2 separate regions of the Gossypium hirsutum genome follow, and region 1 is linked to region 2. Evidence: chromatin contacts called from public Hi-C data. All regions are on one chromosome and are shown on one strand. Each heading gives the region's core, a stretch centred on a gene start, on an enhancer-like site or on the middle of the called end of the contact. The rest is flanking DNA. Distances are from core to core; before and after follow the strand shown. Region 1 holds the start of LOC107919871 (WPP domain-interacting protein 2). Region 2 has its middle 29 kb from the start of LOC107919830.

Region 1 (3,728 bases), core at 942-3,441, 78 kb before region 2:
ACTTGCCCATTAAGATGCTTGTTCTAGACTTATCTAAGACTACCAGCCTAGAACATGCATGGAGACTGGTTTTGCAAATTTCCAAGTTCCCCTAATAATATAAAGCTCCCTTATGCTATTCGCATTGGCTTTTTACCCTATGTTGACTGAGGAATTATGATTAACAACTAAAGTCAATATTTCTCCTAACTCTGAAGCAAAGGAGGACATTGTTATCTCAGCTGCAGTAAGTGGATACTAGTGGAAATATCTCAAATTTCAAATAACTAAGCTAAGTAAAATATGAACCAATTAGGAGGATCATCAAGCTAGATTTGCAGAATATAGGATACAGTACAAATGAGTAGTAAGAATATATAAACAAACCATGAGAAGGTTTACCAAAACTGTAAGGAGGATACCCACTCACCATTTTCAAGGGCTTCCTGGACAGATTGGAGAGCAAGAATAGACTGGACCAATGGGTCTTGATCTGGTGAAGGCCGGTGATTCCCACTTTTTTCTTCTTTGTCCTCCCAAGATAATTCTGCAGCTAAATCTTCAGGTGAAAGTTCCTCAATATCACCTGAATTTTCTTTCCTATAAACAGTTTGAACTTCCTCACTGATCTGGTGGTCGTCTTCATGAGCTTCATCACTATTTTCTCCATCATAATTCATGGGGTTTCCACTTTGCTTTCCATTACTTGTCACAGCAATTGGATGCTGCGTAAAGATAAAGTTGGAGCTTCTTGAGTCAGATTCCATACTAGAATGAGAATTTTCCTTCTCGATTTTGATCCTTACTCCTCTGGCCTTCTTACTGCTTTCAGCACGGCCCTTTCCCTGATGAACTCTATGACTTGAATTACCCACAATGTTCCCACCTAAATTCTTCATCTGGTTTTTATCATGCATGTACCCCAAAACTGCAGGCAGGTCGTATCTCACCTTTGGCATACTGGCTGCTGTTGATGACTTGCTACTCCGGTCCTCACTATTTTCAGAGTCTGTGGCAGAAGCAAAAGCAGCTCCAACAGCAAACATGGATCCAGGAGCAACACTTGTGTTCAACATATTCACAGGTCCAATAGGGGATGCACGATTCTGCTTGATCTCAGGTGATGCCCTCTGTTGAGGTTTACTTGGATCCGGATTTGCAGAACCGGTCAAACCTCGCTTCAATATTTTACTGCTGTCCATTGAGGTGGTGGAATCCTTAACAAAGTCTCTCTTGATCCGCCTCCATTTCTTCAAGCCATACCCTTTGGTGGTAGGAGGAGATGACCCACCAGGGGATTTACCTGCTACAAGAGGTGGTGAATGCATCGGCAGTACAATCTCAGCAGTACCCTTTACATGATTACCAGCTGTCAAAGCATCGGAATCGCCAGTTTGATCGATGGCCGACCTCTGAGTCAGATTATCAATTGCGCATGATCCATTATTTTTACTCTCGCAATCATCACCGTGATTATTCTTCATTTTATCATCACCAACATGAGGTATTGTTTTTTGAGTGGCTTCATTATCCTCAACCAATTCAAGCGCAGAACACTCGCTTCCCAAATCCATAACTGTAAATTGGGTTTCGTACAAGATTTACTCAGATCAGGATCGAGAACTATAACTACCATTCCAACAAAACCATGTCCAAATCAACCAAATTTTGAAAAAAAGAAAATCAACTCAGCTATCATCCTCAATTTGGAAAAAAAAAAGTCAATGAAGTGAAATAAAATCTAAACTCACCCATCATTGGATTATCAATTAATTATCAATTTCGAATACAAATTAAGGAATTCAAAGAGGAAAATGAGCTTAACTTTTCTATAAATATACATATCATGAAAGCACATTAAAGAATTAGAAGTGAGAAAAAAAGTAAAAAATAGGATGTAATTAATAAAGCTATGCAATTAAAAGTCGTACCTTTTATGGTGTCATAGATATATATGTTTGTGAGAAACGGAAGTAAAGGCCTAGAATCGAAGATGAAGAAGGTAAGGGTGAAGGAAATGGGAAACCCTAGGCAGTAGTTAGATTTGCAGTTATATAGGGTAGGATTTTACTCAATTTTTTTTTATTAAGTAAAAAAACAGTGTCATTTAGATTTAGTGTTTTATATATTTATAGATATAAATATATTTTCTCGAGAAGCAATGCAATTGGTGTAGTAAGTACAAAATATCGAGAATCTCCATTATCTTTCTTTTTTTCTTCCAAGCCAATGCAAAATCTATTTAAATTGTAACGGTTTTATTATTATTATTTAGGTTGGATTATGATTTTTTGTTGGAATTTTTATTTATGAGTTAAAAAGTTGGTGATATTTTTTGATTCACATGGATATTGTTGTTAATACAGGAGGACGTGGGTCTTTCTATTTATGGGTTACGGAAGAGTTATGAGTAATTCTAGACATTGTGTCAAAAAGAGCAAATATGACTAAAATCTGTAATGAGATTATTTAAAAAAAAGAGTTGTTGATGTTTTAAATTGATGTAATTGGTCCAATTGAGAATTAAGAAATTGTGCTAGATACTTATATATGATTTCTAAAATTATCTTTTTATTTATTTTTGTTAGAGATAGTTAGACTATTACAACTGACTTTGTTATTAGTTAGTAGCATTTACTTCTCCTGTATGTGTATATATATACTTCCCATGTATTCCATTTAGCAATAATCACAGAGTTTATTCACAAATTTAGGGTCTGTTTGATAGGGGAAAATATTTTCCGGAATTGGTTTTCCCTATTTTCCAGTGTTTGATTGGAGAAAAATATTTTCCTCACGTAAAATCAATTACAAACACGGGAAAAAGAAGCCTTTAATTTTGGAAAATGTCTTACCGATTTGGAATCAGTAAGACATTTTTCGATTTTTCCAGCGTTCTCCCTTCTCTACACTCTCGTTCTCCCTTCTCCTCTCTACACCGATCTGGTTTCGTTCTCCCTTCTCCCTTTCGTTCTCCCTTGATTTGGTTTCGGGCTCCTTTTCCCCCCTTGATTTCTTCTTCTTTTTATAAATTGATTTGGGGATTTTCTGCTTGTTTTTGTCTGAGATCTTGCTTGGGTTTTCTACTAGTTTGACTGTGCTGTTTGGCTTGTCTTGAGCAGACTTTCTTCACAGACTTGCTTTAGAAAGGTATATTTTCTTCTCCATAGTTTTGTGTATCGGTTTCTTGTCCATAGTTAGAAAGATTTTGGCCCCTGTTTATGCTAAATGTCACTTCTGCTCTCACTGATCTGTGCGTGCTTTTTTTGTTTGATTTTAAGTGTATTTTTTAGCAGATCGAAGCTTGTTTCGCTGTTTTTGATCAAAGTGTTTTTTTTTATTTTTCTTTTGATTTTCGGTTTTTGATCGAAATTCTGTGTTTTTCTGTTTGTTTGTCACTATCTCGTTTACTAACTGTTCATGCAATTATTAAAGAGTATTATATCATAATTGATTCTTTTTAAGTCTCTGTTTGGTTGATAGGAAAATTCTAGAATTATATGAAAAAAGAAATGTAAATTTAAGTCTCATTCAGAAAATGATTTCTACTTCGATTTTGTTTTATTATTCTGTTTTGCACGTTCTATTTCGTGCATGCTTCATCGTATCCATATTATGTTACTCGTACTCAGATTTGTATATATGTATATGCATCTGATAATAATATGTTCAAAGAATTACAACATTTGATGTTGAAGAACAAGAAATTAGCTTCTTCGTTTTCTTTTTTTTTTTTTGGTTTAAGTGAT
Region 2 (4,252 bases), core at 1,546-4,045:
TTGAAGGTGATTTCGAGTTTCTTTTCTCTTGTTTTTTTTAATCATTTTTCTATCCTTTTTCTTTTCTTTTTATTTATTGTTTGAGAAAGGGAAACGAAAGGAGAGTGAAGGATTTTACTTTTGTTGCGAAGCCGAATCCTCGTCCTCTTCGTCGTAATTGGAGATCGGGCGTGGGATTGGAGAGCCTTTAAGTGGCTGAGTCTGAAACGGAGCACGGAGGGGAAGAGATTAGGTTTTTTTTTAGGGTTGATTTGTGAGTTTCAAATGTCTGCTAATTTTATGCTTAATTTAGTCTTTATTTGACTAAAGAAACGACGTCGTTCAGAGCCTGAGCAGTGGCCATGATTAATCCATATTTTTCTGATGTTTTTTATCGTTTTTTTACCTTTTAAATTTAGTTCTGTATTTTGCTATTTGTTTTACCTTGGTCCAGTAATGCATTAAATTCTTTTTTAATTTTCCATCCCATAAATGCATCTATTTTAAATCTAATCTTGTTTTACAAATCAAACTCTTTATTTTTATATATTTTATTTCATATTAATGTTTTAAGTTTTTTTTAATTGTTCGGTATGGTTGCTTTAGTTTACATTGATTAATAATATATTATTAATAATAGCATAATTTATTATATATTATGTTTTTTTAAATTTATTATAAATCATTATTTTGAGATTTAATATATTGGTATTATTTAACTTTATTACCCTTTTTATATATTTTAAATTTTATATATATTCTTTGGTGTTCCTATTCTATGATATAATTTTGGAATTTACTTTATTTATATTTATTTATTTTAAAGATTAATACAAAAAATGTTTTTATACAATATTATTTATATATATACATATATAATTTATATTAAATTATTTTTATTATATATATCTCATTGATTTCATACTATTCTAGTTATTACCTTTAAATTTCCCTTTAGATTTATTTATATATTTTCTTTCGAATTCATTTATATATACACATACTTTATTTTTGTAAATCTTAAAACTATTATTTATATAGTGTATGTTTTATTAACTTTATTTGGAATCTAATACAAATTCATATATATTTCTTTTAAATTTTGATGTTCGTAATTCATTGATTTTCATTTCTTCTCTTGTTTTTTTAGGTACTTAAAGATTAATTATTAATGTTATGGTTTTTTTTAATGTTGATAATTATGCTTGCATGGTTTGAGATATATGATTATTATTTGTACATGTATTATATTGTTTATTTGTATTCATAAATTATTGATGATCATTAATCTAAACTTAGTTTATTAATTATTGTTTCGTGTTGTACATTAATATCTCATCACATTATTTTTTTAAAAAAAATCTGATTTCATTAAATTTTTAAAAATCATCTTATTTTGCTAATTGTCAAAAATATTCGATATTTACGATTCTCGAGAAAATTGTGCCCTAACTTACCGGGCTTCAATTCTTCTCGATGAATTTAGATAATCACGTATTCATTTTATTAAAACCATACAATTGTTAAAATAAAGTTCTTAAGATTTCAAAATATTGGATCCTAACTTACTGGATACGATATTTTGTTATCTCGATTTTAAAATAAAGGCAACATTTGATGTTTAAGAATTTCGAAAAATTAAACTCTAACTTACTGGATTCTGATTTCTCGATTGACTTAAATAATCAAATAACCTTAAAAAAATACATGATTTTCTTTAAAAAAAAGGACAAATTTAATTTCAAAGATTGAATTGTAGCACCCTAACTCACTGAGTGTGACAATTTATTTCTTCGAAATAAGTGCGTCCTATCGTTCAATTTAGTTCATTCGAGTTTTCTCACCAAAAGATCGTATTTTAAAATCTTTCCAAAGTTTCGACACTAAGACATTAAACAATCAATTTGGTACCAATTTTGGGCGTTACGAGGGTGCTAACCCTTCCTCGTGTGTAACTGACTCCCGAACTTATTTTCTCAAATTTCGCAGACCAAAATCATTTTTAATGGTGAACCGATCACACCTCAATAAAAAATCGGTGGCGACTCCCATTTTTCATTTTTAAAATCGATCCCATTTTTCAAAATAACATCAATTTTTAAAAAATGATTTCGATAGTTACCAAATTGGATATGAACACTGATAACAGAGTAAGAGGCCGTTTTGCCCGGAAGGCGGTTTATATCAATTTGGAGAGGCCTCTGGTTTCTAAAATTTTAATTAATAGCAAAGTACAAAAATTCGAATATGAATTTTGATTGGTGGTTTACTTTCAGTGTGGAAGAAATGAACATGTTAAAGAACAGTGCACCTTCAAGGCATCTGAACACAACACCGGAGATGAATCACTGCTGACTGGTTTATCACCAAATTTTGGCTATCAACATGATGTTGGAGAATGACAAAACTTACGGGTCGTAGATGTTAGTGGAAAAGAAATCTAGGCGAAAGGCTAGGGATCTCCCGCAGTTGAATGCTGAAAATCTAGCGAAGAACAAGGGAATGTTTTAGTTTAAAGTATTGATAGAGTTGGAACTAAATGCTAGGGTTTCTTTTGGTGATCAGACTAAGGTGATTGACAGTCGATGTAATAAAGAGAAAGGAATAATGAATGGTGACCACCAAAAAAGAAACCTTAAGGCAAAGCAATGATCATCTGGTAAGTAAATTAGTGGACAAAGGCTCACCTAATAAATTGGGTTTTAAAAATATTGCTGGCCTGGTGAGATAAAATGGAGCTGCTAGTGGGTTGTCTGTTGGGCTTGGTGCGACTAGCAGGTTGGCTAATGGTAATCATTCAGGAAATGGCGAGTCTAGGAAGAATATAAAAGAAACTAATGAGCGGTTGGATCTATGTGGCCCACTTGAAGGTATGCCTCTTTCTAAGGTGAACAAAGCTATATAGGACTTGAAAGATAGCAGACACCCAAAGCTGCTATCATCAAACAGTATCCGATGAAGAATGATGAGACTGTTGATTCAGAATTTGAGCCATTTAATGGAAATGACGGGGATTTTTTAGAATCTAATTTTGCTCCGTGCTCAACAATGGAAGGAATGAAGGGTATTGCGTCGGAGGTGATGATCCACAACCTTGACCCCAACAAACACACGACTGTGATTTTTAAGGAGAACAAAGATTCAAAAATCGATTCTAACGACAAGGGGAACAATGGAATAATTGTGGAGAAGGCAGTGGTTCGCTAATCTGGAAAATGGAATGGTGATAATCTCGGAGGTGGGAACGGGAGACTATGAACTACTTGATTGAGATTATTTCGACTAATAACAGAGGGGAAATCAACTTAGGTGATTCTGTTAGATTAAAGGAGCATCTAGCCTGAATTGATCCTCATGGACAGGAAGACTGTATCTCTCTTTTTAATTTTTTTTAACGTTTAATTTTTTATGAATTTAAAATTAAAATTTTTTTCATGGAACTGCCAAGGGTGCGCTAGCAGTAAATTTCTTTGAGTTTTTCGTGAATATAATGTATAATTTAATCTGGATATATGATGTTTGTTGGAACCGAGAATAAGTAGTAAAAAAGAAAATTATGTTACTGGTAAATTGGGGTTTAATTTTCTTACTGTGTTGAAGCTGTTGGCTTTTCAAGAGGCATTTGGGTGGTTTGGAAAGATCCCATTAAGATTCAGATTATCCAAAATCATCCTTAGTTCATTCTCATTCATGTTGATGATATTATTTCTACTAATTCCATTTTTATCTCATTTGTTTATGGTAATCCTGATAGGAAGAAACGAAGACTACTTTGGGATAGTTTGAAATCTGTGTTACTGCATATTTCCTCTCCGTGGTTAATAATGGGTGACTTCAATACTATTCTCTCACCTGATGATAAAAAAGTTACTGTGCCACTGGAAAGAGATGCAATTTTTTTTGGTAATTTTGTTTATTCTTGTGATTTGCAAGATCTGAGATACAATGGTCCTTCCTTTACTTGACAAAGAGAAAGTACGTTTGAAAGACTAGATTGGGCATTGACTAATAATGCTTGGATGACAACTTTCATTCAATATTTAATTTATCACCTTTTGTGCATGAAATTTGACCATAGACCCATTCTGTTGGATACAAGATTGGATCTCAATTTGGCTAGAGGAAGACCTTTTAAGTTTCTAGCAGGGTGGACTAAACACGCAAGCTTATCATGTTTTGTCAAAGATAAGTGGAACTATGTGGGTAATATGGCTGACACTCTTACTGATTTTACTTAGTATATTAAAGATTGGAATAAGAATGTTTATAGATT

What was found. A called contact is a pair of places that touch in the nucleus more often than the background predicts.
Region 1: a contact with region 2 is called in a Hi-C map of leaf, with 3 times the contacts expected there. The contact joins the promoter of LOC107919871 here to the enhancer-like site in region 2. A contact is called at or near these places in 6 of 34 Hi-C or Micro-C datasets (callus and leaf).

What each region holds. Positions count from the first base shown.
Region 1 is chrD13:46,857,098-46,860,825 of Gossypium_hirsutum_v2.1, reverse strand. It overlaps LOC107919871 (WPP domain-interacting protein 2), which reads right to left and starts at 2,191. Exons shown (of 3, transcript XM_016849276.2): 1 at 1,911-2,191; 2 at 410-1,555. The coding sequence starts at 1,553.
Region 2 is chrD13:46,778,739-46,782,990 of Gossypium_hirsutum_v2.1, reverse strand. No RefSeq gene overlaps it. Among protein-coding and RNA genes, the nearest start is that of LOC107919830, 29 kb to the left of the region's middle. Within about 2 kb of position 2,795, at least 9 of the 9 cell types and tissues checked have an H3K27ac peak or open chromatin away from gene starts, as enhancers often do. A contact at or near this core is called in leaf, where this site is marked.